4 separate regions of the Zea mays genome follow, and all the other regions are linked to region 3. Evidence: chromatin contacts called from public Hi-C data. All regions are on one chromosome and are shown on one strand. The core of a region is the stretch at or near the end of the contact, and the rest is flanking DNA. Distances in the headings are between cores, read along the strand shown.

The links. Hi-C and Micro-C count contacts between places; a contact is called where the count stands out from the background.
Region 1: a Hi-C map of tassel shows a contact between it and region 3, with 3 times the contacts expected there. The contact joins the promoter of LOC100280264 here to the promoter of LOC542107 in region 3. A contact is called at or near these places in 6 of 25 Hi-C or Micro-C datasets (bundle sheath, ear, endosperm and 3 more).
Region 2: a Hi-C map of tassel shows a contact between it and region 3, with 2.0 times the contacts expected there. The contact joins the enhancer-like site here to the promoter of LOC542107 in region 3. A contact is called at or near these places in 2 of 25 Hi-C or Micro-C datasets (seedling and tassel).
Region 4: a Hi-C map of bundle sheath shows a contact between it and region 3, with 4 times the contacts expected there. The contact joins the enhancer-like site here to the promoter of LOC542107 in region 3. A contact is called at or near these places in 6 of 25 Hi-C or Micro-C datasets (bundle sheath, endosperm, leaf and 1 more) and 1 of 3 datasets of contacts at active chromatin or transcription factors (leaf).

Annotation. Positions count from the first base shown.
Region 1 is chr3:173,534,848-173,540,724 of Zm-B73-REFERENCE-NAM-5.0, forward strand. It overlaps LOC100280264 (TAZ transcription factor), which reads right to left and starts at 2,205. Exons shown (of 6, transcript NM_001153192.1): 1 at 2,044-2,205; 2 at 1,104-1,507; 3 at 846-976; 4 at 319-625. The coding sequence starts at 1,487. LOC100383076 (MADS-box transcription factor family protein) reads left to right here and starts at 4,809. Exons shown (of 1, transcript NM_001175747.2): 1 at 4,809-5,582. The coding sequence starts at 4,820. The coding sequence ends at 5,386.
Region 2 is chr3:173,417,464-173,423,456 of Zm-B73-REFERENCE-NAM-5.0, forward strand. No RefSeq gene overlaps it. Among protein-coding and RNA genes, the nearest start is that of lox1, 20 kb to the right of the region's middle. Within about 2 kb of position 4,153, at least 17 of the 20 cell types and tissues checked have an H3K27ac peak or open chromatin away from gene starts, as enhancers often do. A contact at or near this core is called in seedling and tassel, where this site is marked.
Region 3 is chr3:173,094,612-173,101,128 of Zm-B73-REFERENCE-NAM-5.0, forward strand. LOC542107 (fructokinase 1) reads left to right here and starts at 3,594. Exons shown (of 4, transcript NM_001111740.1): 1 at 3,594-4,004; 2 at 5,290-5,622; 3 at 5,778-5,894; 4 at 6,020-6,412. The coding sequence starts at 3,612. The coding sequence ends at 6,148.
Region 4 is chr3:173,365,843-173,371,805 of Zm-B73-REFERENCE-NAM-5.0, forward strand. No RefSeq gene overlaps it. Among protein-coding and RNA genes, the nearest start is that of lox1, 72 kb to the right of the region's middle. Within about 2 kb of position 3,924, at least 20 of the 20 cell types and tissues checked have an H3K27ac peak or open chromatin away from gene starts, as enhancers often do. A contact at or near this core is called in bundle sheath, endosperm, leaf and 1 more, where this site is marked.

The DNA of each region.
Region 1 (5,877 bases), core at 955-3,454, 440 kb after region 3:
CCTTAGAGGTGGTGGCTATGGAGATCTTTGCAAGCCATGGATGGAGGTCCAATGCTAGATTAGAAGGAGCTTGATTTGTTGATGTTTTATTTCAAAGAATGTTTACGATGGATGGTTGTTTTTTTCGATTTATAAGGCCGTATGTAAGAGATTGCAAAAGGCTGGAACATTTTGTTTCCATAATAAAAAAATACTGAAACTCTGAATCACTATGGGCATTTCCCTTCCTTCTCTTGTAGCTACTGAGTACTAAGAACTAGCAATGCAGGGTTGGATGTGATCAAACAATACTGAGACCAATCATCACAGAGAACTCACCGTATCAGCTTCGACAAGAGACTCGAGCAGCTCCTGTTCCATACTTGGATTGGTCCGTCTCATCACTTTCCACCCATCCGTCAGAGAGATGGTCTTGAAATCCCCGATGACCATCCGGGCACAGGCGAGCGCGAGGCGGGGCGCGTCACACAGCCTGGCAAGCTGCAGCATGTCTACCACGTTGTCAGTAGCGAGGAAGCCCCTCTCGAGTTGGTCGACGCAGACCGTCTTCAGAGACGGCACCGAGAAGACGTGGGAGAGCACAAGCAAATGCAGAGCGTGCTCCTTCATCTGTTCCTGCTCAAACCTTCACCAAACAAATAATTCAGCGCGTCTGTTTCTCACTGAAAGATGCACGCACGCATCAAAAGTCAGAAGAAGAAGAAGAATCTGCACTGTCTTCATCAGCTTCAGTCACTGTAAACTGTTTGGGCTGAAATCTGATCTTTAGAGAATTAGAGGACAGTGAACTATCTATACGAATGAGTAGTGAACTATCTATATGAATGAGTAGATAGCATCCATACCGTGAAGAGTAGAGAAATCTGATGAAGACACGGACTGCTTCCGAAGGCGCGCCAGAGACACGGATACACCGAAACCCATCTCTCAGTCTAGCTTCCTCCAGCATAGCTCTCAGGACAGGGGATTTGACGCCCTGCACAAGAGGAAGCAAGCAGGACACGAAGGTGTGGGTCACGATCACAATCACATAAGCGCCAAAGCAGAGCTGCCGTGTTCCAGGAGAACACGAGAGGAAAGATTCTCACAGAGCTGAAACTCACGAGAACGCAGGAATGCGACGAAATCTCAGCGCCGCCGTCTGTGGAGACACGGAGGTCAGACTGGTATCCCTCCAAGAACAACCTGTCCCAGGAATCCAGGACGCCTTCGGGGACACGGCGACAGGCGGCCTTCGCCTTCCTCCGCGCGCCATAATAAGAGGTTCCAGGCAGCGGCGGTGGAACAGGCGCGTTACTCCGATGAAGCTGAGCACGCCGGCTATGACTATGACTATGAATATGACTATGACCCGGCGCAGCTTTGTTTTTGGCACCTGCCGAGCTACTTGACTCGAGATGGTTCTCCAGTGAGAAGTCGGTCGCATGCGCATCGCCGCCGTCCAGGAAGAAGAGATCGGGAGAATCCAGCAGCTCCACGCATTCCATCAACTGCCTCCTGCTCTGGGCTGCGCAAAGGGAAAACGTTAGCTGGAAATTAAAGACCGTCCCGTCCGTAGCGCGGTTTTAGGTTCGGGAGGATGAAGCTAAAATAAATAACCGCCCACAAGAGAGGTAAGCAAAAGCAGAGGCGAATAAATTCGTTCTAAATACAGTTACTGTTTTTTTTTGATAATAATACCTGTGTGCTGGTTACTGCACTGTTCTTTAAAAGCAGCTGCCAGATTACTGAAGGGGAAAAAAAGCAATATGGATACCAACAACGAGCCGAAAGAAAGATATACGCATGATTGATTGCGTTCAAGCTTTCCCCGCGTGGCGTCTAAGGAGGAAGAAGGAAAATTATGTTCTTTACGAAACCTGAAAACCTTTACCCGGATTCCGGGGGGGAAGAAAAGAAGAAATCAAAGGGATCCAGCTTTGGGTTTGAGCGATTGGACGCCGGCCGTTCGGGCTATCACAGAGAAGATTTGAAGGCAGCAGAGGAAAGAATGAAACAGAAAGGTGTGTTCAGTCAGAGACCGCACGGCACGAGCGTGCTCACCTGAAGTGAAATCAGTCTGGAGTGCAAACTGCAAAGCCTCTGAGACGAGAGCGAGGCGGAGAACGAAAAGGGAGCTCGTTCACCACTCACTCACTCACCACGGCGTCCTCGTCCTCGTCGCTCCACAGAAACTTTTGGAGGCCTCCTCCCCTTCCTATGGCGACTCACGCCAAGGCGCCTGTCCTGACAAGTGTTCCCTACAAAATGGAAATGGACTAGGCGAGACGAGGAGATGAGATGAGAGGCACGGAAAAGTGGCGGCCTTCACACAGAAAGCAGAATCCGGCAAGTAGCCGGACGCGGCCGCCGACTGTCGTGTCCTCACGTGGAAAGGACGCGACGCCGGGCCTCTAGGAGCGCGCCACGTGTCGGGGCGCCGGCGCCGCCCAGGCCCAGCAACCCAGTTAGTTAGGATGGCGGCCGGGACCAGGACAGAACAAGAGGGCACCGCCGCCGCCTGCACGGTGGTCCCAGGCTGAGGGCGTTCAGAGCAGTGGAACCGTGGAAGAGGCTGGACAGGGAGGTCTCATACTCTCATCGGCGTGGGATCACCTGTTCGTGTGGCGGTGACCGTCCTTGGTTCTGCAGCTGCAGCTGCAGCTACGGGAGGGGAGGCAGCCACAAGTCAGAAACACTACTGCCCGTCCAAGCCACAGAATGAGAAAAACTTCTTTGGTGACCAGTGAAACTGGAACCTGGCCCCTTCGTTCCCTTTTCTTCCTCACCTTTCCTTCCGCGCTCGGGATGTTTTGTTTCTTCCGTGCAGAGGGTACCGACCTCTCTTGTCCTCTTCCGCTCCGTTCCGTGACAACAGCTGAACAGCACCGGGCGGCACTACCGATGTCATCCATGAGTCCATCGACCTGTTTCAGCTTTTGTGTGACGAACTTTTCTGAGAACCTGCCAGTAAGAATAATCTGAATATGATAGGAATTAAGGTTTAGAATCTATAAAGTGATAAATCTTTACTGTCACGATGTCTAACCGATTATGTGTTTCTCGTAGATTTTAGATGGGTTTTTTCAAAGTGATTCTCATAGAAAATAGCTCAAAAGTTAGATGTTTGGCAGCCCGTAGCAGCTTCTAGTGGCCCGAACCAGTAAATAAGCTAAAACAAATAGTGCCCATGACACAGGCGACTAAGGCACTGTTTAAACGCACTGTATCTTTAGCTGTTAAGATTAAGTAGAGACATTTAAACAACCTAATTAATTGGGTTTGCTATCAAATATCCATAGCTAATAGTGCAGCTACCCATTGGTTATTAGCTCGTTTAACCTAGCTAAATTTAGCTAATAGCTAGTCAACTATTTATTTGTTAGCTAATTTTGCTAGTAACTTTTTAGCCAACTAACTATTAGTTTACATACATTAGAGCTAATAGTTAGCTGGCTAAAATGTTACATGAAATTAGTTGGATAACAATTAGCTACTTTTAGCTAGGTTGAACCAGCTAATAAGGTTGTGCTTGGTTTTTCATTGAAGTTTAGTTCATATCATATCAAATGTTTGAATATCAATTATGAGTATTAAATATAATATATTCATACAATTAATTACATAGATGAATACAAAACACCGAGACAAAAATATTAAACTTAATAAATTTGTATTTATAGTCTCCAGCCGATCATGTATATGAACGTATAAAATATGATTTTATACTATAGATATTACTATTTATTAAATGAAGTTTAAAATAAAAAATAAATAGAGAATGAATGATCTGCGATGGGATATCATATTGCGTACACGTACGAGTCCGGCCACTATGCTCTGCTCCTCTGAGTGAGGTGTACGTACAGTGATTAGCTTGGGAATGGAAGGGGTGTTTAGAATTGCTGGCCGACCGTAGAATCAGGAGGCTCTTGGTCATGGAGATGGTCTGGCAAGATACTGCGGCCACACCTCAGGAGTTGACTTCTGAGCAACTGCAAGAACAAAAATAAGAGAATTGTTCTGAGAAAAGAGGAAAAAGAACACAGCCTTACAGATGCAAGTGGAACTGAAGCTAAAACTTGGGCAGTAATAATATGCGCACTAATTACTGGCAGGTGAATTCATCTGCCTGCCTGACCCTTCTTCTCTTCACTGCCTGCAGCAGCTGTCACAGCTGATGAATTCGGATGCCTTTTGTTCATAAAAGGCCCGTCCGCCCGTTGCTGGCCCAACTAGTGCTAAGTAATAAGACCAACTCCAGCAGACTCCCTCTCCGTATCCGTCTCCGTTTCCAGGAGACTCCGTATTTGCACTCCACATGCAGTCTATGACAGCTGGGGCCCGCGAGCAGCCGCGAGCGTATGCAGTCAGCTGCGGAGCCGTTTTCAGGAGACTCCGTATTTGCACTCCGCATGCAGTCTATGACAGCTGGGGCCCGCGAGCAGCCGCGAGCGTATGCAGCCAGCTGCGGAGAGGAGAGAGAAACCGTGGAAAAAGGGAGTGCAGGTACATGGCGTGCGTTTTAGGGAGACGGATGCGGAGACTGCTGGACTGATGAATAGTGTGATCCGCTGTGAAAAAAGGGATACGGAGCCGCATGCGGAGTGCTGCTTGAGTTGGTCTAACCCTAATAAAAACAGGCACCGATCCGGCTCTCCTCCGTGACTCCGTCCCACTGCCCAGCCGCTGTGCGTTCGCGCTCTCTCCCACTCTGTCTGCGACGACTGCGTGGGTGGGCGGGCTACCGCCGCCGCCCGTCGCCAGGTGCCGATCTCTTCACACCCTTGACCCCCTCCTCTCGCGTCTGCCGTGCGAGAACGTACCGCCACGACGAGCGATGGGGAGGCCGAGCAGGGGGCGGCAGCGCATCGAGATCCGCCGCATCGAGGAAGGCGGCCGGCTGCAGGTGACCTTCTCGAAGCGCAAGTCCGGCCTGCAAAAGAAGGCCGCCGAGCTCTCCCTGCTCTGCGGCTCGCCGGTCGCCGTCATCGTCTTCTCCCCCGGCAGGAAGGTGTTCGCGCTGGGCAGTCCCTCGGTCGACCACGTCCTCCGCCGCCACGCTCCTCCGATCCCCAGCGAAGGAGAGGAGGACGGGCTCCTTCCGGCGCTCCAGGACGGAGACGTGATGAGCAGCAGCGCTATCGCTGACCGCGCGGAGGTGGAGAACATCGTGCGGCGTACGGAGGAGACCAAGGCGCGTTCGGTGGCGGAGAAGGCGCGGATGGACGCCGTCGGGAAGGCCGTGAGGCAGGCCGCGGCAAAGGCCGGAAGGAGGTTCTGGTGGGAGGCGGACTCCGGCGTGCTCGGGGACGCTGAGCTGCCAGGATTCGCCAAGGCGCTCCGTCGGCTCAGGCCTCAGGGTCAACCTGCAGCGCCATTTGGACTCGCTGTCGGCTTCTGCTAATAAGAAACTGCAGTAGGAGCGGCTGTGCAAAACTGGCTCATTTCATTTGGTGTTGCTTATGCCCACTTAGGATAGTGTTATTGACTACTTACAAAAAAAAATATCAAACATCTTTTTGAACGATTTAGGCATTTTCAAATTTATTTTCTCTACCTGTACTAAGTGAAGAGTATTTTGAATGATTTAAGCCTTCTCCATGTTTCTTTGTGTTTATTTTCTACCAGCAAATTTGAACCTCACACCGTGCATGATAATGTAGTCCCGCAGAGAGCACTGTCACAGAATCCCATCACACCGGTCCTCATCACATTGGTTCGGGCCGCCGAAGCGTAATACCCTACTCTATTATGAGTTGTTTTGAGTATGAGAGTCTATGAGCTTGAGTTGTGTCTAAGTTGGCTTGAGTGGGTGTATGTGTGCTTGCCTTGTATTGTAACTTCGTGTGTCTTCCCTTTTATAGCCCAAGGAAGGCACGTACAAGCTTACTGAGC
Region 2 (5,993 bases), core at 2,903-5,402, 320 kb after region 3:
ACGTGGAGGCTCCTCCGAAGCCGAGGTCGAGTCTGTCTTCCATGGTCGAGGCCGAGTCCGAGCCCCTGGGTCGGGCGAGGCGGAGGTCGTTCGGCAGAGGCCAGGGCGGAGTCCGAGCCCTGGGGTCGGGCGAAGCGGAGTTCGTCATCTTCTGGGACTTAGCCCGAGTCCGAGCCCTGGGTCGGGCGGAGCGGAGTTCGCCGTCTTCCGGGACTTAGCCCGAGTCCGAGCCCTGGGTCGGGCGGAGCGGAGTTCGCCGTCTTCCGGGACTTAGCCCGAGTCCGAGCCCTGGGTCGGGCGGAGCGGAGTTCGCCGTCTTCCGGGACTTAGCCCGAGTCCGAGCCCTGGGTCGGGCGGAGCTTCCTATGGTGCCTTTGGCAGGGCCTGACTGCCTGTCAGTCTTACTCTGTCAAGTGGCACTGCAGTCGGAGTGGCGCAGGCGGCGCTGTCCTTCTGTCAGGCCGGTCAGTGGAGCGGTGAAGTGACGGCGGTCACTTCGGCTCTGCCGGGGGGCGCGCGTCAGGATAAAGGTGTCAGGTCACCTTTGCATTAAATGCTCCTGCGACTTGGTCGGTCGGTGCGGCGATTTAGTCAGGGTTGCTTCTTAGCGAAGGCAGGGCCTCGGGCGAGCCGGAAATATGTCCGTCGTTGGAGGGGGGCCTCGGGCGAGATGGAAATCCTCCGGGGTCGACTGCCCTTGTCCGAGGCTAGGCTCGGGCGAGGCGTGATCGAGTCGCTCGAATGGACTGATCCCTGACTTAATCGCACCCATCAGGCCTTAGCAGCTTTATGCTGATGGGGGTTACCAGCTAAGAATTAGGAGTTTTGAGGGTACCCCTAATTATGGTCCACAATAATTAGTTTTTTTATTAACTGTATTTTAATAATATATCTATTGGATGTTATATTTTTTGTATTTTTTTAAAATTTTAGTTAAAATTTAAACCTTCGTAAAAGTTAGAGTAATGTATAATTTAGAATGGATTGAATCCTTATTACTGTTTGACGATCTCTGTGTAGTAGTAAATAATATGGGGGAAATGTTATCTTGTTCGTGTCGACCTAATAATTTTAAGGGAGCAGTAGCAAGTGGGACAAAACGATTGATGTCATGCATGAGCTACCCTACCCTTTCCTGCTACACTTTTTTGATAAATGCAATCTGTCCTGCGTGCTGCTCACTTCCACGTGTTCAATTTGGACGCTAATCATCATCACGTACTACTTACTGTTCAGTCATCCCCTATGCAAAGTCATTTACAAATTTACCATTCTTAGGTCTTAAGCCTTGTTCCGTTATTTAAGTTCACATGGATTAAATGAAATTGAATAAATTATGAAGAATTTTGACTTGTTTGATATTTAAACCTATTTAATCTCGTCCAATCCATATGGATTGAGATTAAAATAAATGGAGTCCGGCACTACTACAGTAATATTTTTTTAGAAGCGGCTTGTCCTAAAATTCGATTTTTAGAGACAGCTATGAACTCAAGTCATCTTTATAGATATATTTTTTCTAGCTGTGTGTGTGTCTCATTAAATTTTAAATATCAATTTCTAATTTTAGTATATATATTCAAATGCAACAATTTGAGAAGTCTAGAATATTACTATGCATATGGACATTGCAATCGAGGTATGTACATACTCCCTCCAGTGCAGTAAAGGTAGTCGTTTAGGACATGATTGTGCATACCAAGGAGTGATTAATTATCATAGAGTTTTCCCTGTTTGCCCTATTAAATAGGGATATGGGTGCATTAACGTCACTAAAGCAATCAGGCTTGATTGGTTGCTGCAGCAGCTCTAAGGCATTCTAGACTGGAGGTCTTAAGTTTGATTCCTCTTAAATGCATCTTTTTTTGCAATTACTAGGGGCAACAACGTCCAAATCCCAGACCCACGCGCGCTATGACTTCTTTTTGTGCACGCTCGGTCACGCGCAGGATGACTTCTCTCGGTAGTTGTGACTAGACTAGCAGTAAGAGGACTGATAAAGTTGCTCACACAGTACCTACACCTACAGCTGTCATAAAGATGTCTTAGGCCCCGTTTGATTTGGTGGTCTAGAAATTAGACCATCTATTTTAGTCTCATTTAGTCTCTAAATTTACAAAACGGTAGAACTAAAACAGTGACTAAACTGTTTTAGTCTCTAGTCTCTAAAGAGATGACTAAAAGGGACTAAATCATATAAATTCCACTTTTCGCTCCTCCTTTATTTTAGTTACACTAATGGCGGGAGAATTCTAAGGGTTATTTTGATTCTCTTATTCATTGAATGTGTTTTGAATAACTTTAGTCCATAGAACGAAACATGATAGCGACTAAACTTTAGTCTCCTAACTAATATCCTATTTGGTTCCTTTAGTTCAAGGACTAAAGTTTACTTAGGAGTCTAAAGTTTAGTCCCTACCTTATTTGGTTTTAGGGACTAAAACTATTCAAAATACATTAAATAAATCATAAGAGGACTAAAATACCCTTAACATTCTCCCGCCGTTAGTGCAGCTGAAATAAAGGAGGGGCAAAAGGTGGAATTTATATGGTTTAGTCTCTTTTAGTCACCCCTTGAGAGACTAGAGACTAAACATCTTAGTCCCTTTTTTAATCCCACCGTTTGCCAATTTAGAGACTAAAATAGAGGGACTAGTCCCTCAAATCAAACATGGCCTAAACTTTACTCCTTGTGCTAAGTAACCAAACGGCCCCTTAGTTCAAATCCAAAGTAAGCATCACATTCATGGACCGCCACGTTTGTACTGTAGGTCATGTGTGCCCCCTCGTCCCTACTCTGTTTAATTTTAGGGACTAAAACTATTTAAAATACATTAAATCAATCATAAGAGGACTAAAATACCCTTAGCATTCTCCTGCCACTAGTGCAGTTGAAATAAAAGAGGAACAAAAAGTAGAATTTATATGGTTTAGGCTCTTTTAATCACCCCTTGAGGGACTAGAGACTAAAACAGTTTAGTCCCTATTTTAATCCCACCGTTTATCAATTTAGAGACTAAATAAGACTAAAATAGATGGATTAGTCCCTTAAACCAAACGAGGCCTAAACTTTACTCCCTGTACTAAGACTGTCTCCAGCAACGTCCTCTAAAATTTATCCTCTAAAGTAATATTCTCTGTCCTTTACAGAACACTCTAAAGGATTCCATCCTCTATATCTTCATCGACTCCAGCAGCGTCCTCTAAAATTCATCCTCTATATCTCATCCACTTTAATATGCCAACTTAACAAATTGAATATATTATTTTACTAAATCAGAACCGTCGTTTTTTTGCTTCGCAACGTCCGGAGCATTTCGTCGAGAACCTTGCACGCGATATCCCACCACCTTGGCCATGGCTACAATTTGGACCACCTCCTGCTGCTGCTGGCTCAACTATCCGCGCATGGGTACAGTTAGGAGCACCTGCTGCTGCTGCGCGGGGTCGTAGGCATGGGTGCCGCTGCTGGCTCAACTGTGTGGACGTTGCTCGGAGACGAGGACACCCATGTGCGCCGATGGATAGCGGGTGAACAGCAAAACACTAGATTTAGCGGTGGTCGGACAGACGCTATATTTTAGCGAATCTTTTACCGTTTCTTGCTAGGGCGGTAGCGAACGACGAAAAACTCTATATATAAAGTTGTGGATCATTTAGTGTCTCTTGCTGGAGACAACCTAAGGAATCAAACGGCCCCTTACTTCAAATCCAAAGTAACCATCACATTCATGGGCCGCCATATTTGTACCCCACATACACCCCACCCCACTAGACTAGTCTAGCAGACTAGCATTAAGAAGACTGATAAAGTTGCTCACACATTACCTATAGCTGTCATAAAGATGTCTTAAATTATTTTTACATTCGATCAAATGTCTAGAAACTAGCACGAATATTTATGACATAAGAGTATCTAAAAATATATCTAATGATAATTCGGTATCATAAATTTTAGCAATAATTCGGTGATAGCAATCTTTTATATAAGTTTGATTGCACACAAAAATATTTAATCTAAAACAACTCTGAAATTAAGGATTCATTTGAGTACAGGATGGTGCTTTACCCGAGACACTTGCTCATTCATTGATTGATCAGCGTGGGCCACAGTTCCAGCCCATGCAGCGGCAACACGTAGCCGCGTACTCGTGGAACACGAACTGGCCATTATTATCTGCCCACGCTGGCAAAATTGTCTGTAGTAGACATGAGCGCCTCTAACTTGTCGTTGTCTGAAACGACAAAAGTTTGCAATAATGATGAGATGGCAAGGGAACTAAATACAGTAATCTGTAAGAGGTGTACAGTAGATGATAGATTCATAAAAAAAAATAAAGTTTACTAAAAGGTTAAAGGGTAATTTGATGCGGTGGAACTAGAGATGTCCAAACGGGTGGGCCGTGCCGGCCCGGCACGGGCCCGCCTTTGGCCCGGCACGTTTCGGCCCGGCACGTTTCGGCCCGTTAGGTTGACGGGCCGTGCCGGGCTAGGCCACCGTGCCACATCCTAGGCCCAAGCACGGCCCGCACATAGCCGTGCCGTGCCGGGCCGGCCCGCAGCCCGTTAAGGCCCGCCGTGCTTTGACCGGGTGGGAAGAAAAATAAGTAAAAAAAAAGACTAAAAACAAACTTTGCTAGGATTTGAACCTTGGTTGGAGGGTTTAAAATGCTTAGTTGCACCACTCTAGCCAACTAAACCAAACTTATTTTGTATCTAAACTATTAAAATTGCTTATAATATACAAATAAATGCACTGGAAAATAAAATAAAAAACCGGGCCGTGCTCGGGCCAGCACGGCGTGCCACGGCAGCGGCCCAAGCCCGGCCCGACTAACGGGCCGTGCCGGCCCGGGCCCGTCAACCACCGGGCCGTGCCGTGTTCGTGACGGGCCAAAATCGTGCCGTGCCACGGGCCGCCCGACGGGCACGGCCCATTTGGACATCTCTAGGTGGAACTATGTTTAGAAATTAAAAACATGTAAAACAATCCATAACGGACCGAGAAAAATTAGTTTGCCTATTTACTATCTTCTGTCGATTCTTAACTGATGCTCGTTGCCTCGTTGGAGATGGAAATTATTAAATCATCGACGACCAACAGAAAATACATATCTTTTGTTAGCTATACGCAACCGACATAAATTACCTCCGGTCATGCTAACTTTCATCGGCTTGCGCCTCACAGAAGGAAAATAGCTAACTTAGATCGGCTAATAACCCAGTCGACGGAAGTTAGCTCTAGTCGCACTAACTTTCGCTCGCCAATTTAACTGACCTAAATTAATGGCTTGCACCAGTAATAAAATATGGTTTTATTTATTTCCCATAAAAATCATATAAAATTTCATTCATACACAACACACAAAATGGCACAATTACCACTTTATTTACAACTCAACAAACAACATTGGCATAAACAACCACATAAATATTCATAATTCAAATGTCTTACCACACACATCTCACAACTATTTTCTCACATCACATATAAATACCCATACTTCAAGCCAAATTACCACAGCCGTACGTATTTCATGGAATATAATCTTCAATAGCCATCGCACGGATTATTAGATTTTTGGCTACTACCTCCAAAAGGGTCACCAAATATTGTAATTACAAATGCAGTTCTAGCATCCCTCGGCACCAATACATTGACCAAAATATGCGATTAGCAAAAAATATTCATTTTCCTGCATACCATGATCAACCTAATGATTGACTAGTTTCCTGTTTATCCTGTCCTTGGTTACCCTTTTGGGATTTGGCTATTATGACTAATATTGTGCTAGTACTTTACTTTCATCAATGAACATGATGAGAATACTTTATGACACGATGTTGATATTCTGGATATGATGGTGAGCTTGTGGCACTAAAGGGGACTCGGGCTATTTTTCGAGTACCTCTCCGTAAGGACCTGTTCGTTGGATGACCCCCCCCCCCCCCCGGGAAAACAATACAACCATGAGGGTGGTATGTGATGCCCT
Region 3 (6,517 bases), core at 2,344-4,843:
AAGAGATGATAGCTTTGTGTCATGCATGTAACAAGATAGACATGGAAGCATAAATATTTATGTGACCAAACACAAGTGTATGTAAGGAGAAACATAAAGAGAATGCAAGATATAATAGCATATAACGACAAGCTTTTTTAGGCAAATATAAGATGATTATTGTATAATTTGGCTCCGATAACTTGACTTATAGGAAAAAAACATTTGGCTCCATTAATGACCTGGTCTCTTGTTAGCTCGATCGTTGTCATGTGGATCCAATTGCGGGACAGGTAGAGAGATCCACGTGCACGATGATGGAGCTCATAGAGGCCTTGGTGGCATCACCGTTTGTTTTGTCTTACATTTCTCGAGGTGGCCATGCCCGCAACGGATTTTCTCCTCCTACGTGCGATGGAGTGCTTTGCCAACAACACGTTAGCTTCAGCTGGATTGGACTCCACGGACCACGGTGAGCTGGAGCTTGTATTTGTGCTTAGTTGCTTTGCGGAGTCAGCAACCACGTGGTAGCCAACAATACTATGTTAGCCATATTTTTCACGCCCCCAAACATATTACACGCTTTATGTTCACTTAACAAGTTATTAGGTCCTATGAGCATCTCCACTAGTTCCCTACGAAGTCCCTAAAATTAATTGTGTTATTAACCAAAAAATCATCATTCGACAGTTTCTCAAATGATGTCTCTAAATATACCAACTTTCTAAATATTTCTATTTAGTCCTTATGTTGAGGAACTGTTCCAACACTCCTAGTAGTCTATTTTGCACGTCAATGACATCGTAAAATCACTTGCACGCCATCAAGTTCGCGTCCGTGTACAAGTGATGCACTTAGTGATTTGAGCTATTAAAAGGATGAATGTACCATTCTCGTTTGGTAAGTTTAAAGATGACCCATCCAAAGATTTAGAGGAAAATGATCAGCCACAATTCATACGGAATGAAAATAGTAATTAAGAGATGAATGATGATTATTGAACTTTATGGTACAGATGGAATCAAATTTGAAGTTGTAAGTAATAACTCGAAAAAGTTAAGTTAACATTATTTAAAATACTTAACAACCTAAGAATTAAGAATATTGGAGGCTAAGGTTACTTTTGGTCCCAATATATATTTAGCAACTTGCTAAATATGAGCTAGGGAGTTTTTAAGGGAACTAAGGCCTATTTGCAAGCAAAGTATTTTCATAGTTTCAAGATAATGATGTAGCATTTGTGCGCACCATAGTATTTTAGTCTAAAAGGTATTTAAGAGTGTATGTAGGAACTCGATTAGGGTTGGGCGTACGTTTTTTTTGAAACTTCGGTTCGGTTTTTTGGTTTTAAAAAACTTTGGATTTCTAGACATTAGAAACCGATCGGTTTTTTAGAAAATGAAAAACCAAGAAGTTCGGTTTCGGTTTTTCGGTAAAACCGAATACCAAATTTATACTCAAGGCAACACATACAACAAGTCACATGATAGATTATACATAATTTTAAAAAGTAAAAATTATATAGATACAAATATTTAGAGATACATCATACATCACATATAAATAAGTGAATAACAATTTAATTGCTTCACACATTTAGTTCAAATAATCAAATACTCAAATTTTAGAATTGATAAAGTTTGGTAATTCGGTTCGATATACGGTGAAAACCTATTACGATATCGAAAACCGAAGTTTTGAGATACAAAAATCGAAACCGAACCGAACTATCGAAAATTCGAAATTTCGGTATGGTTCGGTTCGGTTCGATTTTCGATTTATGGTAAAAAAAGTGCTCACCCTTAAAACTCGATATTTTAAACCATGGTTTTGCCAATACAATAATATTTTTTGATCTTAAAACTTTGATTTGGTTCAAAGTTTTTAATTGGCACGGAGGAAGTGACCACTGTCTCGCTCTGTCTCCTCCCCTCCTATGTCTCCTCCCCTCCTACGCTATATCCAAAATATTATGTTTCTAAATATGTGTTAGATTGAATTGATATAAAATATACCATAGTTTTCTCATGACACTTGGTAAAATATGGTCTAAAAAATAATATTCTCAAAAGATTTTTTATGGAAATAAATTCAATTCGTTTATATATAAAATAGAATGTTCTATGCCTAGCGATAAACTACTGTTGCATCTAGTGCTGAAAATTAGGCCGGTTAGAATCTATCATAACTTAATAAAATAAAATAAATAAACACTACATGCTTTTTCGTGTCAGCCGTGTCAGACACCTGACAGACCAAAAATTAAGGTATGATCTAGTCCTGTCTTTGGATCGTATCCATATTGGCACACAAAGTCTAGTTCATATTTCTAGCACTAGTTGCATCTATAGTTAAATCATGGTCAAAAGTTCTAATAAACTTAGATGGTGCTTGATTTCTATTTTAGTTTCCATATTTATCAATTTAAAAATTTAAATAAAATAAAATAAAGGGATTAAAAATTACTCTATAAAACCAAATAGCCCCTTTATTTGCATGTTTACACTTACGGCCCGTTTGAATCATTGGAATTGAATTCCATTCTAATAACGGGGCGTTTGGATCCCTTCATTTTAGAGGAATTGGAATTCACTCAATAAAGTAACTTATTTAGTTTGCAATTTGACATTCCACAACTTTTCAAAGTTCAGATATAAGCCTATATCAAATTCATGGGGTGGATGGTGGGAAATGATTTTATGCATTAGTAGAATTGGTTTCTACTCTGTAACTTATATGACACTCTTCGTCTCACTCCTCTATAGTAAAAATATAGCACATAAATATCTTCGACATCTTGCTAATAATAGTATACAAATATATTTTGCGTAAAACCGAATTAGCTTAATTGATATATGTCTAAATTACTATTATTAGAATGGAATTCAATTCCAATGATCCAAACGGGGCGATAATAATTTAGGCATATATCAATTAAGATAATTCGGTTTTATATAAAATATATTTGTATACTATTATTAGTAAGATGTCAGAGATATTTATGTGCTACATTTTTATTATAGAGAAGTGAGACAAGGAGTGTCATGTAAGTTACAGAGTACAAACAAATTCTACTCATGCATAAAATCATTTCTCATACTCCATCCCATGAATTTGAGATAGCCTTATATCTGAATTTTGGAAAGTTGTGGAATGTTAAATTCCAAACTAAATAAGTTATTTTATTTAGTAAATTCTAATTCCTCTAAAATAAAGGTATCCAAACACCCCGTTAAGTTCTAAGTTCTGGTGGTACATCAGTCGTTCCGGTATATCTTCATAACGTTACAAGACGAGCTCGAGCTGGGAGCGAGAATCCTAAAAAAAAAGTAACCGATCAAAGCAGGGCAGCCGTCAACATAGCGCCTGTGCTGTGGTCATCCCCTCGCGACGCTACCCAAGTACCCAGCAGTCCAGCACACGGCTGCGGCCGCACTCGCACAACGGCACAAGCGCACACCACCGCCATCTCCGCCTTCACCCCCTACCCACCCCTCTGTCCTTCTATATAACGCGCCCGCCTCGCCACCTCACAAGAAATTCCCCACACGCGCCCACCTCCTCTGCTCTCTCCTCTCCCCCACCTCTGCGTCCGTGCGTTGTGTTTGTTTAGGCGGCAACCGCGAGGCGCAATGGCGGCCGGGCGAGAGCTGGTGGTGAGTTTCGGCGAGATGTTGATAGACTTCGTGCCCACCGTGGCGGGGGTCTCGCTGGCGGAGGCGCCGGCCTTCCTCAAGGCGCCCGGGGGCGCGCCCGCCAACGTCGCCATCGCGGTCTCGCGCCTCGGCGGCGGGGCCGCCTTTGTCGGCAAGCTCGGCGACGACGAGTTCGGCCGCATGCTCGCCGCCATCCTCCGCGACAACGGCGTCGACGACGGCGGCGTCGTCTTCGACTCCGGCGCGCGCACCGCGCTCGCCTTCGTCACCCTGCGCGCCGACGGGGAGCGCGAGTTCATGTTCTACCGCAACCCCAGCGCTGACATGCTCCTCACCGCCGACGAGCTCAACGTCGAGCTCATCAAGAGGGTAAGTTAAGCCACGCCACGCCACGCCACGGTAACCCATCCTTGGTGATCCTCGCCCCCGTGCCTTCACGCCCCGCGATCTGCGGACAGCCTTATTGCTGTGATTGGTCTCGTCGAGTGCAGTATCAATCTTTCCGCTCATTTCTTGATTCGATCCCGGGCGGGATCTGGAGGCGACCGCTAGGTTTCTTGCGCTGATTTCGCGTGCGGTTTAGGTTGCGGCACCGTCTAATTTGGCCCTGTTTGGATCCACCTAGTTTAAACTGGTTTTTAGACGCTGGAAGGACTCCAAACATGTTATTTTTTTTTATCCGGTTTCTAAAAATTAGTTTCTCAGTTTTCTTAAAAACTAAGAAGTTGGTCTCCCCAGCTAAAACTAGTTTCTAAGAAACTAGGAGGATCCAAACACCTCCTCTTTTTTTCTTCTAAAAGCCAGTTTCTAGAAACCAAATCTAAAAACCAGGTTTTAAAAAACTAGTGTGGATTCAAACACAGCCTTTATCGGGCCATGTTTTATTACGTCCGATAAAGTCACCCCTCTTTCCCGTCGTCTAATTCGGGTCCTTGATGTTGAATCTTCCCGTGGAATCCAAAGATTCCGGGGCGAAAGTGGGCGCCTTTCCTTGCTGGTTTTGGTTGGATCTTGTTGTGCGTTCTAGTTGGCGAATTGTTCTTTTTCTGGATCTGGTCATGTGGCTTCTGTGATTCATCCTAAAAATTTGGGGAGACAAACAAGCAGTAATCCAATCCAAAGGAGAGCCGTTATCAGACCCCGTGCTTCTTGGATCCATCGGCGTGAGCTGGTCTTGTAGAAATCATTAGCCACGTCGTGTATTAATGGAGTCCACGGAGGAATTTTGTTTCTTTGTGGTGGGTCAATAATTGCAACTGACGTGACCTACTTCAGTTTCTCCCCAGTTCCATTGAAGCTTTAGAGAAACTCTGATTTACCCATCTGATCCTTCTATAAATGCATAACTATATCATGACAAACAGCATTGTCGGATCTGTGAATTTGGATTAGCACTATTCCATTTTCTTTACGCCAAGAACTTTGAATTAAATCTAAAATTAGCACGTATCAGGTGATGCTAGATGGTTATTTTTTTTCATGCTTTCTGTAAACGTGTTAAAAAAGGCTGTCATTTGTAGAGTTCACCAGAAAATATGTGAACTAATGCAATGACTAAAAAAATTGCAACAGCTTGCAGCATCACATTGTCCATCCCTCCACCCCACCCCCGCCCCTGTTTGGGTAAATTCTTCATGTTCTTCATTTTCTACAGGCTGCGGTCTTCCACTACGGATCAATAAGCTTGATTGCTGAGCCTTGCCGGACAGCACATCTCCGTGCCATGGAGATTGCCAAAGAGGCAGGTGCACTGCTCTCTTATGACCCAAACCTGAGGGAGGCACTATGGCCATCCCGTGAGGAGGCCCGCACCCAGATCTTGAGCATCTGGGACCAGGCAGACATTGTCAAGGTCAGCGAAGTCGAGCTCGAGTTCTTGACAGGCATCGACTCGGTGGAGGACGATGTTGTCATGAAGCTGTGGCGGCCTACCATGAAGCTGCTCCTAGTGACTCTTGGAGATCAAGGGTGCAAGTACTATGCCAGGGTATGCTTCATAACTTTTTGATTGCTGCCATCCTATGAATGAAAATGGGTTATTGATGAACACTTTTAGCATATATAACTCGCACACTGTGACTTGGTGGAAGACTTGATGTGCAGCTGAGACTCAGAAGTTTAAATATGCTTGATTGGTTGCAGGATTTCCATGGCGCTGTGCCTTCCTTCAAAGTACAACAAGTTGATACAACTGGCGCAGGTGACGCGTTCGTTGGTGCTCTGCTCCAAAGGATCGTTAAAGATCCATCCTCGCTACAAGCAAGTGCCTGAAATCTGAATTTGTTCTTTGCTATGAAATTGTTGGTTCTACATGTGAAGCTGGTGCCTTGAGTCTTCAGTTTTTCTAGCATGTGATTGAGTTTTGATATCCTGTGTCTGTACAGGATGAGAAGAAGCTTGTGGAGTCGATTAAATTCGCTAACGCGTGCGGAGCGATCACCACCACGAAGAAGGGGGCGATCCCGTCGCTGCCCACCGAAGCGGAGGTCTTGCAGCTAATAGAGAAGGCTTAGATCATCATCGTCCTGTACGCCATGGTTTTCACCAGCTTCTACTTCTTCGAATTGTATTGGATTCTGATATGGAACAGAAGAAGAAGCGGCTGCCCCATCTTACCAGCCCTTTTTGTTTGCCCTAGTTTCCCCTTGTGAAAAGGGTGTTTTGTTTTATAAACTCTACTTGCAATAAGCAGAGCCTTTTTTTAATTATGTCAGGGTGCATTTGATACGATCGAATAATCATCAATCCATAATTGTAGCAATTTTTTTTTAAAAAAAGAAAAGTCAATTGAGTTTTTGTTCCAGTGGTGGATAAATTTCTAGAATCGGGATATCTGGTCCTGATAAGAGGTGATATTCAGAGCCTTTATTTTCTACTATAGA
Region 4 (5,963 bases), core at 2,674-5,173, 270 kb after region 3:
GGTGAGGCCTTGCTCGTGGAAGCAAACAGACGAAACCATATAACCGAGAGGTGGCATCATGGCCTCCTCAATGCTCAGAATCAGCCATCCGTCGTCGTCAAGTAGAGCATGTCGTCGAGGGCCCAAAGGTTCTACGCTAGTCCGCCATAGGAAGCGCGAAGGACAACCCGTGTACGAGAAGGATAGGCCAAGCGAGGAAGACAAGGAACAAGGGAACCGAAAGCACGATGGAGAATATAGGTAGTGTAGAACAATTAAATAAAAGTCATTCTGTGAAACCCTACCGATCAGTGCTAGCAGAGATGACCTGACAGATGAGGAAGCAGGCCTGACCCACCATCATGTTAGGCCTCAGGCTACGCCATCGCCCTGAGGCAGAGGCACGAGTAAGTTATTTCCATGTGCATAATAAACAGGGGGACACAAAGGTAAAAGTCACTAAGGTGGGATTTCTCCCGGATTACATCGTCCTCTACATGAAGGTACCCTGAGTCCCATGGTGCCACAATTCTAGGCTCGAGGGTTGAACGCGTGGCCAGACACCCAAAAAGAGGGGAAACTACGACTAAGGTAGGGCGAAAAGCTCATCACTCCTCTCTCCCATTCTAACACCTGGTGCAACTACAAGAGCAGAAGCCCATGCCAGGGAACCAAAAGGTGGACACCAAAGTAGGCCGTAAGGCACCCATCGAATCAGATCCTCCGAGGATAAGGCGCCGATGATCCCACCAGCGGTCTCGCCATAATCCTAGATCAGGCTCTCGAAGGCCGCGAATGAAGCACCTAGGGAAGGGCCATTGAAGCACGAAGATAAATCCCAGTGCGGAACTGGGCAATGGCAAATGCAACAATGGATCCATGGTGAATGTCGTGTTCCACGACATTTCGGACATGACTCGGGATGTCGAGCAAGCGCTGCAGACGGGTCGCCCTGCAGGCACGGTTGCTCCAAGTCACCACATCGATCTCCTAGCGAAGCTCCACCAGCTCGGCCTCCTACACTGATTAGGAACAAAAAAGGTATAAAGGTCTGAGCATCCCTGGAGAGTGGGGAGTGATGAAGAGCGAAGCAAATAGCTTACTCGACTCGTGGGCCTCCACAACGTCTAACCGCGCTTGGAGGCCCGCGGTGTCCTCACAACCGATCGAGATGCCTCCAGTCTGCCCCGTAACTCGGCCATCGCTAGCAGTAGAAGGGCCAAGGTTCCGACCCCGCGGGGTGACAGGTGGGGGAGGGAGCTGCGACAACTCGCCTCAATAGGATGACATGGCTGAGTTGGGGGCTGGCACCGATCAGCCTTATGGACACCACGGGACGACCAACGATGGTTGGCGCATTGGAGGCATCGTACGCCAGGGATGATGGCTTGGGCTCACCGCCGCTAGGGCCAGCCCTTGATTCTCCATTCGGAGAGGTCGAGGGGGAGGACGAGAGCGATATGACTTCTCCTGTAACGCTTGAGCCCAGCACCCGACGAACAAAACCAGTCACCAAGATGACAGAGGAGCAAGAAAAAGGACAAGTTCCTAGAAACCACCCACCTTTCTCGTGGCAAGCGACTCTTGGAACGACCTTAGTGAGGATACTCTAGAGCGGGACACTTGCCATGGTTCATGGTCAGCTGGGAGGATCCTAAAGGGTTTTAGACAGTGTTACCCTCTTAACAGAATGTTGTTCTTAGGAAGCAAGGGAGCGACGATTGAAATCAGTTGGGGGAAGTGCAGAGGGACCCTTTACTTATAGCGCCTGACTGGATCTCGGAAGCCAATAGCGGGCCTCACGAGCCTCTCCAACTAATTGGTTGCGAGCGACAAAAGGGACAAGACGACGCCAGACCCGGGAGAAGCCCCCGAGGGGAAATACTATCCCCCTAGGGGCTCAGGGGCTACTATCGGGGATAAGATCCCTAGTCCCTAGGGCCGATCGATCAGCGAGCACGTCCGGGGAAAGCCAATAGCAACTGGGGCCCATCGGTCAGCTAGAGGAGGCAGGTAGTGTCTGCCCTGGAGGAACCCACCACTGGACGAGCCCTGCAGCACCAAGCCCGGTGTCGAGAGTGGTAGAGTCTAATAGGGGGTCGAACATAGCGAAGGGAAACCACTCGAGTGGATCCCTCGTCTGGCCCGAGACCGACCCTTCATCAGTGACCGGCAGCATTAACTACGTCTCGCGCCGAGCCATAGCGGAGTTTTTAGTCCGCCTCCCATTTATAGCCTACGAGCCACTCAGACCATGAGCACTCATGACCTTTGAACTGCTCGGACTGCGACACATTTATGGCCCACACACCCCCACCTACGACGCACTCATGACCTACCAGGACTAGGCCTGAGTGCGCAGACCTCTGGCAGTGCACAACACAACGAACCGCGCCTAGCCCTAGGCTATGAAGGCCAGGGGTTGACATAGCCCGAATGATGGCGCTCGGACCCCACGTTGTCCGCGTTGCTCGCCATAAAGAGTACAAGACAGCCAATCGACCACGAGCACGCGTGGCTTTACCCCATGGTAGAACTATCGGTTTTACTGTCGTCCGTTGGCTCTTTATTTAGGCAGTCGTTGTTGGCCGACCCCCTTCTTGGCCTATAAAAGGAGGAGGACGACCCGAGGCTCCATGTTGGACGGGCACAACCTGAATCCCCTGGCTAGGATTCGGGCCCCGGGCACACGATAGACGCAAGGATGAACCCTAGACGAGAAGATGCTTAGAAGGACCGACGGACAGGAGGAGGACCCAGAGGCCGGAGTCCACCACCAAACCAAGACTTAGCTAGGACTCCATTTTGTAACCAACTCCACCACGAATAAGAGACTTGGGAGCCTCTCCTCTCTCTCTATCGCCTGCTTGTATCTCGTACTATGAGTTTTGATCATCAATGGTGTCGGTAGTGCAAGTCGTCGATGGCTGGAAGTAGGGATATTCTGCTCGAACCAGTATAAATCTTGCGCCTACCGTGCACACCGTCCGAAGCCTGGAACGCACACAACAAATTTACTTGTCGGAGTAAGGTTCGAAACACCGACATTATTATTTATCTTTTTTTTTGCATCGTGCCAGGTAAGATTTAACTTAGAGGCTCTCTTGGCGGACTCAAGTTTGAAATATGAAGACAGCATGTATTTTCATCCTTTATAATTTTTCCTTTGTGTGTCTGTGATATGATTTAATTGATTGAGACTTATATAAAACTCCTGTTGTATCTCTTTATATATAAATAAACTTATATAAGCTGCCTTTAGTTGATCGAAACATGTTTAATTGTTATGAGTGCGGCATACCTACGGCAAAATGAACTAAAAGGTGATGGTTATGCATGAATACATTTTCATCATTTATACACCTTACAGTAAAAATTTGCGCATTCATCACAAAGCATGCGCGCTCCACCAAATATCTACCCTGATGAGAGAGGAGAGATAAGGACGTGGAACCATAGAAGAAGATGAGCATGACATTGTCGATACTACATGATTGGTCCCTGTCACCATATAGCTAGCAGATAACATTAATTATAGTGATTATGACATTATATGGTACGATTAACAAGTTTAGGGACTTGGTATATGTACTCAAAAACGTTAGGAATCCAGATGACACTCAGCGTTGGCAACTCTATTTTTTAAAGAGATTTCTATTTTCTCAAAAGAAAATAAACTAATTTTGCTTTGAAAAATTAAATTTCCTTTATAAAAAATAAGGTTGCCAAACTAGCCACGGGAACTTTATTTTCTAAAAAAAATCTATTTAAAAAATGAACTAATTTTCGTTGAAAAAATAAAAATCCATTGAGAAAATAAGGTTTCCATACTCGTCCTTAAACGTCAAATCTAATGTCTCTCGGGACGGTGGACCCCTACGTACAGCTCGGCACAACGTGTTGCCTTGCCGCTCCTTTCCTACTCTCATGATGGCGGTAGGCGTAGGAACGTCGAACATTGCGAACACTCGTACACACGGGAACGTGGACCTTGCCGCGGCAGATGGCAGACGTGTGCCGCATGCGGAAAAAGAAAATGGCAACAGGCAAGCACACGTCCGGTCCAGTTCAGCTCCCTAGGCCATACCTACCGAGCAGCAGAGAATCCAAAGCTTGGCGCTAGGGTCCCTGCAGTCGATCAACTGGTCCAGGCCAACTCTTTCATCAACCTCAATATATTTATAGATATCCATCATACAAGTTGATTTCGGGATGGAAGACGAGATTCGGTACATATATTAGAAAAAAAACGCTGGCCGGACGCCGCGCCACAGATCGACGTACAGGGCAGGGAGACTGGGGTCCATCGATCCCGTGCACCAGCTCTGATTGGTTGTTATTTTTTGTCAGTGGTAATTGTATATTAAAGCACCCTATCGTATCTGTCTAAACGCTGGATTAAACACGGGGCATGTACAGTGGAGAGACACCAAAACGGTTCTCTAAGCACAGGAGACAACTAAGAGACTCTATTGTACAATGGAGTGTCTCTAAACGTAGTCTATTAATAAATACAGAATTAAATGTATTTGTATAGCATCAGATCGATAGAACAGACGACAAATTCGTACAGTGGTAAGTGAGGCGTCTGTTGTTACTTGGTTTACGAGCCAGAGGCGTCTCTTCACGGAGAGACGGCTCTAAGATTTTTTTGCAAATAACCCCCTAAAACACCTTAAGAGCCTTCACATTAAACACCACTGTACATGCCCTAATCATGTCCCACTGGGTCGTCAACCATTTCCGTCTCACGATCTGCCATTACTGTTTTGTTTTTTGTTTTTTTGCGATCGAGAGACTGATGGGAACCGCTGAACGAAGCGCCGCTTGGCATATACGGCAATACCCTACAGCTCCCACAAGCGAAATGATTTTAGTGATGGTGTGTTGATGAAAGACGCTTAAGGTTTTTAGTTTGTTCCACTAAAATTTAGTGGTTAGGAATAAAGATTTTAATGGAAAAGAACCCTCCACGAGCTTCTTTTGACGGCTATTCATATATAATCCTATATTCCAGATATAGACTGTCAAAATGAATATTTGTCACTCTACATGACTTCAAACTAAAACCTTGTCACCTACACTATTTATTATTCTAAATTATAATATATTTTGTTTATTCACATCCATAGCTTTTTACTATACAATATATATATGTTATATCTATATAAAATACTCGCTCTGTCCGAAATTAAAATTTGTATTATATAAAATACCCGCTAACCTGTGACATGTTGAGTTCAATAAATTTATCATGCTGGATACAAAGATAATATGTTATTTTATTATATTCCATTTTTTATGAAGTATTGAGCTTCAAATTTTAATATTTAGTACTTACTTTTACGATTCAAATGATCATGTCTACTATAATATTTAGGGGTATGGTACCCTATGGATACCCTCTACCTATGGTGTGTATGGGTTACTTTTCTACTCATGATAAGTAGTGGGTACATGTAATATGATATTTTTTTATCTGGTAGGTATAAGTATGGCTTTGTGTGCCCATCGGATATCTTGCCCACCACCATCCCTAGTAAGAGGCAATGATGCATAGTATTATTTTTTATAAACTAATGTTTTAATTTCTAAGCCTTTGTTATTGAATGTAATAGCAATATTAATTACACCGATAAAATGCACTACTAGCTCTTTATCAGACATACGGCTCAATGTCGAGGGTTTGAGTTCCATTTTTCAGTAAAAGAATCGTCAAAAGTGCGCTCAAATAACTGACTGAAGCTAATGATAAACAAGATAAGATTCGCGCATATTAAGTGAGAGAAGCCTTGTTGTCATGACTTGAATCGACTCGTAGTTTATATTGAGAGTAGCACTAACTCGGTTCTCGAATATTTATGAATCGCTAGTTTATTTTTTCAACTAAAACACAACAATAAAAAAGAACTGAGGATTAGTAGTAGCAGCAGCTAGCCGGAAAGTGCGTGGTGCTCGACCCAGCAGACGGGGATAGATGGGGA